3 separate regions of the Zea mays genome follow, and regions 2 and 3 are each linked to region 1. Evidence: chromatin contacts called from public Hi-C data. All regions are on one chromosome and are shown on one strand. The core of a region is the stretch at or near the end of the contact, and the rest is flanking DNA. Distances in the headings are between cores, read along the strand shown.

Region 1 (3,060 bases), core at 368-2,867:
GGTAAGGTAATAGGGTAGGGTTGGAGAGTTGTTCCTATAATTTAAAAAATGTTTTGCTGTTTTTTTTAATTTTTTCGATTCTTAATTTGCCGAGTGCTTTTTGACACTCGACAAAGTCTTTGCCGAGTGTCCGAAAAAAAACACTCGGCAAAGAACCCTTTGCCGATGAAATCTTTGCCGAGTGTTCTTTGCCGAGTGTAAAATAGCCTTTGCCGAGTGTCTTAGACACTCGGCAAAGAACGCGATTCCGATAGTGTTAGTTGATAAGCACGTATGGAAAAAGGGATTATCTCACCTGATCTGATCTAAACGAGGACAGTCTAGGCTAACCTGCGGACCGTCCGGGGCACAAATTGTCTGGACCACATGGCCGGACCGTCCGGACGTGCCTATATACTAAGTATGGTGCTGAACAATAATGATATATTTAATAATTATAATTGATATTCAAACATTCCATATGAAGAGGAGTAAACTAACCAAGCACCCTAATATCGAGTATATTGATCACGCAAGCTGGAACGGCGTGCCATTTTATATTCTGTGACGTAGTGGGTCCCACCTGCCGAAGTGAGCGAGAGCATATTATGTGACGTAGTGGGTCCCACCGGTCGAAGTGAGCGAGAGTGGTAAGTGGATACCTCGAACTTGTATACCATGCAGGTTTTACCGGATATAGGAGTGGGTATAGGATAAATTCATTACTCGTGAGTACGTTAATAGATACAATATTTTACTCATCAGGTAGACGGGTACGAATATGTGTATGTATCACCCATACTCGCGTACCCATATAATGCACCTCACCGATATATAATCTACTCAATTAAATATATATAAATATATATTAGCTAAAAATATGATCAATTTGTATGTTTCCTCATTATTAACTATTTTTCTTCTTTTATTTAATTTATAATTTTAAATACGTCAATATTAATTAGATATATGCTATTTAATATGTGTTTAGCTAATCGGGTGTTAGTTACTCGACAAATTTTTTTTAATTATGCGAATATAGGTATTTTTTGATGAGTATAATTTTACCCAACCATCTCCAACAGCTTACCGTACCCATATATATATATATATATATATATATATATATATATATATATATATATATATATATATATATATAGTGCAAAACAGTGTTTTTGGTGAACATATGAGTGAAGTGCTGTATATTGCACCCATATGGTCACAAAAATACCGTTTTCCACTGTTTTTCACAGTACATTGTAATGCTTGTAGAGTGTAGTTTGAATATGGTTATGATTACCATTTTCATCGTTTTACGCTATATATTGCAATATTTATAAATTGTAATTTAAATATGGTACGAGTATGGAGATGATCTAACCCATTTCCATCTCCGGTGGAAAGCCGTTTTGCAAGGGGAGATTCAAGTGCCAGCCGGACTGACACATTGACCATGTCCACATCCGGCCTCCTCCACTGCCAAATCTCATTCTTCCATACCATACTCCTCAAATTACAGATACAGACATATAGGGACCCATGTGTAAAACTCTTGCAGCGCTAACGACACCGGTACGGTATTCTCGAAATTCTCCTGTCCTTGCCTACAAAATTCCTCATTCTCGTAGCAGCGTAGTGGGTGGCGGTCTGGCGGAGGACAGGAAGGAAAAACAAGGCGAAAAAGGAGGTTCGGGGCGGGTTCCATGGCGCTGCCTTCCTAGCCCAGCCGCCTCACCAACCTCCCTCCTCACCGAGGAGAGACCGAGGCGCCAAGAGAGAACAGGACACTACGAGAAGAGGAGGTTCATTTCCGCGTCGTCTCCGCCAGCAGCCCCACCCACCACATGGCAGCCATGCCGGGTGGGGCCCACGCCGCCGGCGCCGCGGACCAGATGCAGGTGGACCAGCCGCTCCCCGCTGCGGCCGCACACGGCCCCGCGGACGCCAAGGTGAGCGGGTTTCTCCCCCTTTTCCGCCGCTGGCGTGTGGCTCCGGCGTCCCGGAGCGGTCGCGCAGGCCTACCGGATCTCTCCGCTCCGGCCCCGGCGTCGTGCTTGGTGGTTCACTGGTTCCCTCGTTTGACCTTCCGTAGATCTGCGGCGCGCGAGGCGAGGCTAGGTCTAGCTACGTGCCCCTGCTGCGCGATTTTCTCGTGGGAGAAGAAGGAACGTTGCTTAGCGGGGAGGAGATGCACTGCCTTCCTGGTCCTTGCGTGCGCGCTATGCAAGCTTGTAGCCGCCCCATGCTTCCTCCATACCGGTTGGCTTTAGCATGCCGGCTTGGGTCGCCTTTGCATACTGGTGTACTACGTGATCACAACTGTGTTCCAAATGGGGAATTAAACTAGGTAATTCTTTTTTAGATTTTTATGGCAGTTAATCTCGCTCTCCTGTTCAAGCCATGGTGTGGCTAGCAGGTTTGCGATGTATGTTTTGTCTTGTGGCGATTTCGGTTTTGTTTGAGGATAAGGATTTTCTGAATTGTTGAGTTTCCATTTCTAGCAAGCTTAGTTTATGTAAATTAGCAATAGTTCGGTACTTTGGTGGCTTTACTCCCCAATTCTACTATCTTGTGCCCCAGTCCTCAGCATTTTAAACATGGATACCATGTTTCGGCTATGTGCTACCACCTTTTCTTATGGATTTTACTCTGTAACAGCATGCTGGTTCTATGATTGAAGGGAATGATCCAGTCACGGGTCATATAATCTCAACAACCATTGGAGGGAAGAATGGAGAGCCTAAAAAGGTAATTTTTAGGGGACCAAAAGTTATAGGACATTATCAAATGTTAGGCATACAGCTATATCTTTCCTAACTTGGGTCATGTGCTTTTCTCCTTCTTAGACTATCAGCTACATGGCAGAGAGAGTTGTGGGAACTGGATCATTCGGAATCGTCTTCCAGGTACAGTGATGGTTGCTTTGCTATAAACCTTCCTAAGATTTTTTTTGTTACCTAATGGTATTGTCTGCTTCTACATTTAGGCAAAATGTCTGGAGACTGGTGAGACTGTTGCTATCAAGAAGGTTTTGCAGGACAAGCGCTACAAGAACAGGGAGCTGCAAATCATGCGATC
Region 2 (3,060 bases), core at 237-2,736, 350 kb before region 1:
ACGGCGCCGCCACCGGCGCCGAAGAGCTCCTGGTCGGAGTGGAGCAGGCCGAACTGGGCCACGAGGTTGCGGAAGTAGCCGTTGTCGAACCTGACGGAGCTCATGGCGTCCAGCGGCGCCAGGTTGCCGTCGCTGGCCCCGGCCTGCGCCTGGCAGATCTGCCTCCGCTTCGCCGCGAACCCGGCGCTGATGTTGGTGTCGTTGTACACGCGGGAACGGAAGGTGGCGCACCGCGCCGCGCCGATCGTGTGCGCGCCCGACAGCGCCACCAGGTCCCGCGAGTCCAGCCCCTTGGACGCGAACGCCGACACCAGCGCCGCCGCGCTCGACGACGGCGACGGCAGGTTGCTGTTCGCCGCCGACTGGCTCGCCGTGCGCGTGTCCCGGCGACCCAGCTGCACCGCCCACGTCGGACCGCTCAGCTGCATTAATTAATATTGCAGTGCAGTGTTTGTCATACATCGTGTCAGTGAAATGCTACTGTCCTACGTTACACTGCAACCAAATCCAAATGTAAACAACTGCTTTGTCGTCGATCTCGAGTGTTACTTGTTACTGTGACTGTGAGTATATGTGGTGACTGACAAACGGAACAGCTACCGACGTACAGTAGCCACATGCACGACTGCTGAGCGAGCGAGCGTTTGACGACAGAACGGTTGGTGAAGGCTTGCTGGCCCGCACGTTGCTGACCAGCTTGTTTGACGGGACCGATCCAGCCGAGTTGCATGCAATGCATGGGTATGGCTATGCTTTTTTTTTCTTCCTTTCTTTTTTTTACTGATGACTGATGGATGGACATGCATGCATCGTGGCAGCAATCAGCACGGGGTGTCGGCAGGTGGTGTAGTACTCTGTACTGGTAGCGCCAGCCAGCCAGCAGTGGTCGGGGCGACCGTGCGATGATCGATACCAGGCAAACAAAGGATAAGGATGCATGGCTCACTGACCAGGTTGACGCCGTCGCGCGCGGCGAGGGCGAGGATGTCGGCGCAGGAGACGGTGCCGGGGCAGGCGGCCTCCACCTGGGACTTGATGGAGTCGATGACCTCGAAGCCGCGCAGGGAGTTGGCGTTGGGCCCCGCGTTCTTCTCCCCCGTCAGCGTCGGCGAGTCGTCGAGGAGCACGGACGCGTCGCACCCCTGCATGGGCAATAATAATAATAATAATGGAGTGTTGGATGGATGGCGCGGCGCGACGCATACTGACGACCAGCAGCAAGCCCAAGGCGCCACGACATGCATGCTTACCTGGACGAAGCAGTCGTGGAAGAAGAGGCGGAGGATGGAGGCCCCCATCCGCGGCTCCTGCTGCACGGCGGCGGCCATCCCGGCCCGCACGATGGCCTGCAGGCTGGGGCAGCTCGCGTCGTAGAACGTCGGCGACAGCTGCGCCATGGCGCCGAGCGCCAGCGCGCACGCCACGGCCAGTCTCGCCAGTAGCAAGGTCGCCGGCGCCATGGAAGATTGATTTGGGATTGGGTTAGCTGTGCTGTCGTCGATGGTGTCCCAGCACACACTGCGCTTCTGAGTTATATAGTGCCCTGTGCCCCATCGCGCGCGGTGGTTACGTAGTACATCTGTACATGCGTGGGCCGACACGCCACAGGGCCGGCAGAGTTTCCAGTCCGTGAGCGCATGGCGCGCGCCCTACCCTGCAGGATCAAATTGCCCGGTTACTTAAAACACTTCAACTGCAATACATGTCTGTCTCTATCCGTCTTGCCTTTAGATCGGCTGGAAGCCATAGCCAGGCCAGTGGTACAATGTGCATGTGCGGCGCGCGTACATCCGCCGTGTTACTACGGTGCTGTTTGGTACCGAAACTCTAAGGCATGGTACTCCTATCGTCCTACCGACGTGGTATATCGAGGCTAATTTTAAGATGTGTTTGATTGGATGTACAATAGAAGGGGCAGTCACAGTTTCTGTATTGTTTGAACGAGAGTCACGTGGGAACGAGTTAAACATTGGATTAATTTTTAGTGGCGGCGTGATGCTAAAAAATCGAGGAGACGGTGTCGTCCACACATCATCATTCCACTTTAATCTCAAACCAAATACATTCTTAAAGATCATCTCTCTGTAATTTTGATTTTAAAGGCAGATGGTAGTTCGTGGTAATAAGGCATATTGAACTAATGTTTAATATAACGATGGAAGAATAAAGTACGAAAAAAAAACTTATAGCATATGTTTAGTTTATAAAAGATAACGACATTACAGCCAAACAAATAAAATAACTATTACAGTTATCTCTGATAAAACAATAATACTTTAATTTCTAGGTATATTCTTGACGCAAAATCTTTAAGAAACCGTAATGTGAGATCAATGTTTTCTGAAATAACCTTCGCGGCTATTACCAAACCATTGTTTCATGTCACAATATCCAAACTTATCATTTCATATTTACTATAGAAGATATAATTGTCCCTATATGTAGTATCATGTGTTTCTTTATAGTCCCCACAATACAATTAAATACTAGATATGTAACAATACAATTAAATGCTAGATATGTATAAGACTATAGGAGTATGAATTGTGGGCCACTTAGATGGTTCAGGTTTCAATGCCTATGTTCTCGTGTCTAAGTAGTATCTCCCTCACGATATCACTTTTATTCTCTTCCCTCTTTACTCACATGCCACATCATATTTCTATCCTACATAGCGTATATTAAATGAGCATTGACACCACGCACTGGGAATAGCCTTGAAAGGCGCCTAGAGGGGGGTTGAATTGGCGAAATCTAAAGTTTTACTTAAACAAACTGTTGGGGGCCTTCGGCTTCCGAAGGTCCTCAAAAACATGATTTAACAATGTTTCTGGAGTATAATACATGAATAGATACCTTCGGACTTAGATCCTTCGGACTTGGATCAAAACCATAGTGTGAAGAAGTACAAGGAATACGAAGGATGACGCAGAGCCGAAGCTATGTGCAGGGGAGCTTCGGCATGATAGCAGAAAAGGAAACTGACTTAAAGATGAAAAGGCTATTTAGACCTCGATGGATTGCTATAGAGTTATTAGCAAATGTAAAGGGCATGGGTGT
Region 3 (3,060 bases), core at 172-2,671, 300 kb after region 1:
CCTCGCCTGACCGCCATCGCAGCAAAATCAACCCAAGGACCTCCCTACACTGACCACTCCCCTACTGCCCTTGCCCCTTTCGGGTAAGGTAGTCATCCACTAGCTTTCCTAGTTAATCAGCCAAGGGCGTCCCATTAAACCCTTGTGGTAGCACTGTTTTCCCGGGTGGTCGCTCCATGTTTCCATTAACATAATGATCTTATCATGAACATAAATAACATAACAGAATAATAGGAACATGGATATAGGGAAATATTAACCTGAAACCACATAATGCAATAGCATAACTACCCAAGTGAATCGGGGGTAAACAAGGTAAACAGGATAAACAGACTAGGATAACCTATTGGGTCCCATCAAAATTTAAACCTATGCATGAATAAGTGATAATAAAGAACATTATTGGGTAACAAAAGTGGATCAAGGGCACAACATGCCTGGCACATGAGATTCCAGTTACCAGGGTGATTCTTCGGATCCTCGAAACCTCGCGCTAGTCGTAGCAATACAAACAAATAGTGTATAGACAAAATTAACATTACACCAAACATAAGTATAAACTGAATAATAATAATCTATATGTTGCTACGAGATCGTGGGAACGAGAACCACTAAAATCGAAGTTACAATTAAGGAGTTATGATTTTATAGATAATTTATGTGATTAAAATGTTAAACTATATTATAAATTGGTTAATATAAATCATATAAGAGGTTATTCTATAAATAATTATCTCAACTTAAATCTAAGTTATAAATTGATCATAGATCATTTTCTATTACATTGATAAGCAGATTAACAAGACTAACCAACATAAGTTAAATAAAAATCTAATTATAAAATAATGAAACATGGTATAATAAATGTTGTTATTGCATAGTAAATATTCACACGAGACTAACGCAACTGGAACGGGTCAATTCGGATTTAAAACGAGGAAGTTATGAATTTCCTAAGGTTTTATGTATTTGATTAGGATTAATTAGGATATAAATTTTAAAGTAGATTTCATGACAAATCAGTGGCACTAGTTGTTAAACAATAATATTATAAAATTATAGGAACTGGAATGGATCAATTTGAACTCAATATGAATTTTCTAGGGAATATACAAGTTGTAGTAATTATTTTTACATTAAAAATCATTTCTAAAATGAATTTCACTACCTCTGGTCTGCGCGCATAAAAACAGAGAAACCTGGGGGTCTCTACGCAAGAAACACCAGACACAGTGCCAAAGCGTGTACGGCGGGTTAAATCTTATGAAGCACAGGGGCTCTTTTGTGAAAACACGTGGCCGAAGGAGTATCGGGGTTTTACGATCGTCCGGTTAGAAATCCATGGTCCAGATCAGATCCAAGCTTAAGTGAACTGGTACGCTATGCCTACCCTCCGATCACAATCCGGCAACCAAGATTTCATACTCTAACAGGTCAGCGACTCATCCAATCCTAGCCGTCCATAGTTGATCGCACGGCCAGGGGTGCACCAACCCTAGATCTAATCACCGCCACCCAATCCGGAATGGACGGCCTAGAGGGCGCCTTCCTCCCTAGGGCCGAGCCATGGCGGCGCCAGAGCTCCCCCCACGGCGGAGCCACGCCAGCGCAAACCACTCTTAGATTTTGGTGCCCGATCGACCACACGGCCCGGCGCTAAACCATCCTAAGGGCATAGCGAACAATCGGCGCGACTTCTTACTGAAGATCGAAGCATGGAGATTCCTGGTCACGCGAGCGACGGTGTTGCTGTGGAGATCATGACGCTTGTGAGCAATTGGGGCGGCACCAGTGGTCGAAGACGGCGAACACGTTGGCGAGGAGACGCAGATGGGGACGACATCGGACTTGAACTCGCCCATGACGTTCTGCTGTCCGCCCGCGCGCGTTCTTGGCGAAGCCGGACATGGGGGCGGATCCACTCTCCCTCTCCTCTTAATTCTCTCTCTCCGGCGAGGGTCTCTGCTCCCCGAGGTATCCGCGATAGAGGGTGAATCCTCCCAGTCGTCGACCCCGGCGTGGACGATGTTGTGACCGACGGCGACAGATCACCCCGCAAACCTCTCTCCCTCACGGCGGCCATGGCACACGACGGAGGACACTCCAGCAAGGGGGGTCGGTCTGCACAGCTAAATACAGAGGAGGGCGAATTCGAGCCGAGGAATCCGCGGCGGGTGGCGCGCGCCGTTGCAACAGACTCTCGGAGGAAGCAGAGGCGGATCCGAGAGAAACGGCGCACCGACGAGCTCGGAATTTGCGGTACGCAGTGATCTCAGTGGGAGAAGACTAGCAAGGCAGTCCCACATGCCAGAGCCTGATAGCATGCATGCGGTGACCAGAGGGAGGCCCAATCTATCGGCGAAGGCAGACCAGTGACGTTTACACGGCCAAGCGACTGAACCACGGGACCCCATGCATCAGTTGGCGTAAACAGGCTGACTACCCGGCCCCGCGGACAGTGACCGAGCACGCACGGTAGGGGAAGTTGGATAGGTGGGCTGCGCAGTGGGGAAACCAGGATCGGGCCGAATAGAAGCAGAAGTGGCCCAAGTGCATTCTTCCTCCCTTTCTTTTTATTTTCTGATTTCTTTTTCCTCTTTTAAACTTCAATTTGAATTCAAATGTTGTGGTGAACTTGTACTCAAATTAAAAAAATACAAATAAACATACTAGTATGGACAGATTATATTTATTTACTAATTTATTTTGTATAACATTTTCCTTCTTTTCTCCAAACCACTTGCTTTCATAATTTAAATTTTAGAATTTGTTGTGAGTTTCACTTTTAGTCTAAATATACAACTTAAATACTTGTCTAAAATATTTTCTTTCTTTATTTATTTATTTTCTCTATATGTTATAGTATTTTCCCTCTCTTTCACCACATTCTAATTATAATTTGGGTCTTTAAATTCAAATGTGAACATTAATGTAATTCCACTAACATTATTGTTATCATTGTTAAATGCACACTTAATTAAACTCCAACATGATATAATAGATATATGTTTATTTTAATTATTTTATTTATTTGATAGATGTTAGAAATATGAAATACTC

The links. Hi-C and Micro-C count contacts between places; a contact is called where the count stands out from the background.
Region 2: a contact with region 1 is called in a Hi-C map of ear, with 5 times the contacts expected there. The contact joins the promoter of LOC107546759 here to the promoter of LOC100283610 in region 1. A contact is called at or near these places in 5 of 25 Hi-C or Micro-C datasets (ear, endosperm, leaf and 2 more).
Region 3: a contact with region 1 is called in a Hi-C map of tassel, with 1.9 times the contacts expected there. The contact joins the enhancer-like site here to the promoter of LOC100283610 in region 1. A contact is called at or near these places in 2 of 25 Hi-C or Micro-C datasets (endosperm and tassel).

The regions. Positions count from the first base shown.
Region 1 is chr5:148,665,612-148,668,671 of Zm-B73-REFERENCE-NAM-5.0, forward strand. LOC100283610 (shaggy-related protein kinase eta) reads left to right here and starts at 1,618. Exons shown (of 12, transcript NM_001156511.2): 1 at 1,618-1,931; 2 at 2,641-2,730; 3 at 2,829-2,888; 4 at 2,969-3,060. The coding sequence starts at 1,827.
Region 2 is chr5:148,319,485-148,322,544 of Zm-B73-REFERENCE-NAM-5.0, forward strand. It overlaps LOC107546759, which reads right to left and starts at 1,487. Exons shown (of 3, transcript NM_001322792.2): 1 at 1,251-1,487; 2 at 951-1,142; 3 at 1-422. The coding sequence starts at 1,460.
Region 3 is chr5:148,967,765-148,970,824 of Zm-B73-REFERENCE-NAM-5.0, forward strand. No RefSeq gene overlaps it. Among protein-coding and RNA genes, the nearest start is that of LOC111589286, 110 kb to the right of the region's middle. Within about 2 kb of position 1,422, at least 18 of the 20 cell types and tissues checked have an H3K27ac peak or open chromatin away from gene starts, as enhancers often do. A contact at or near this core is called in tassel, where this site is marked.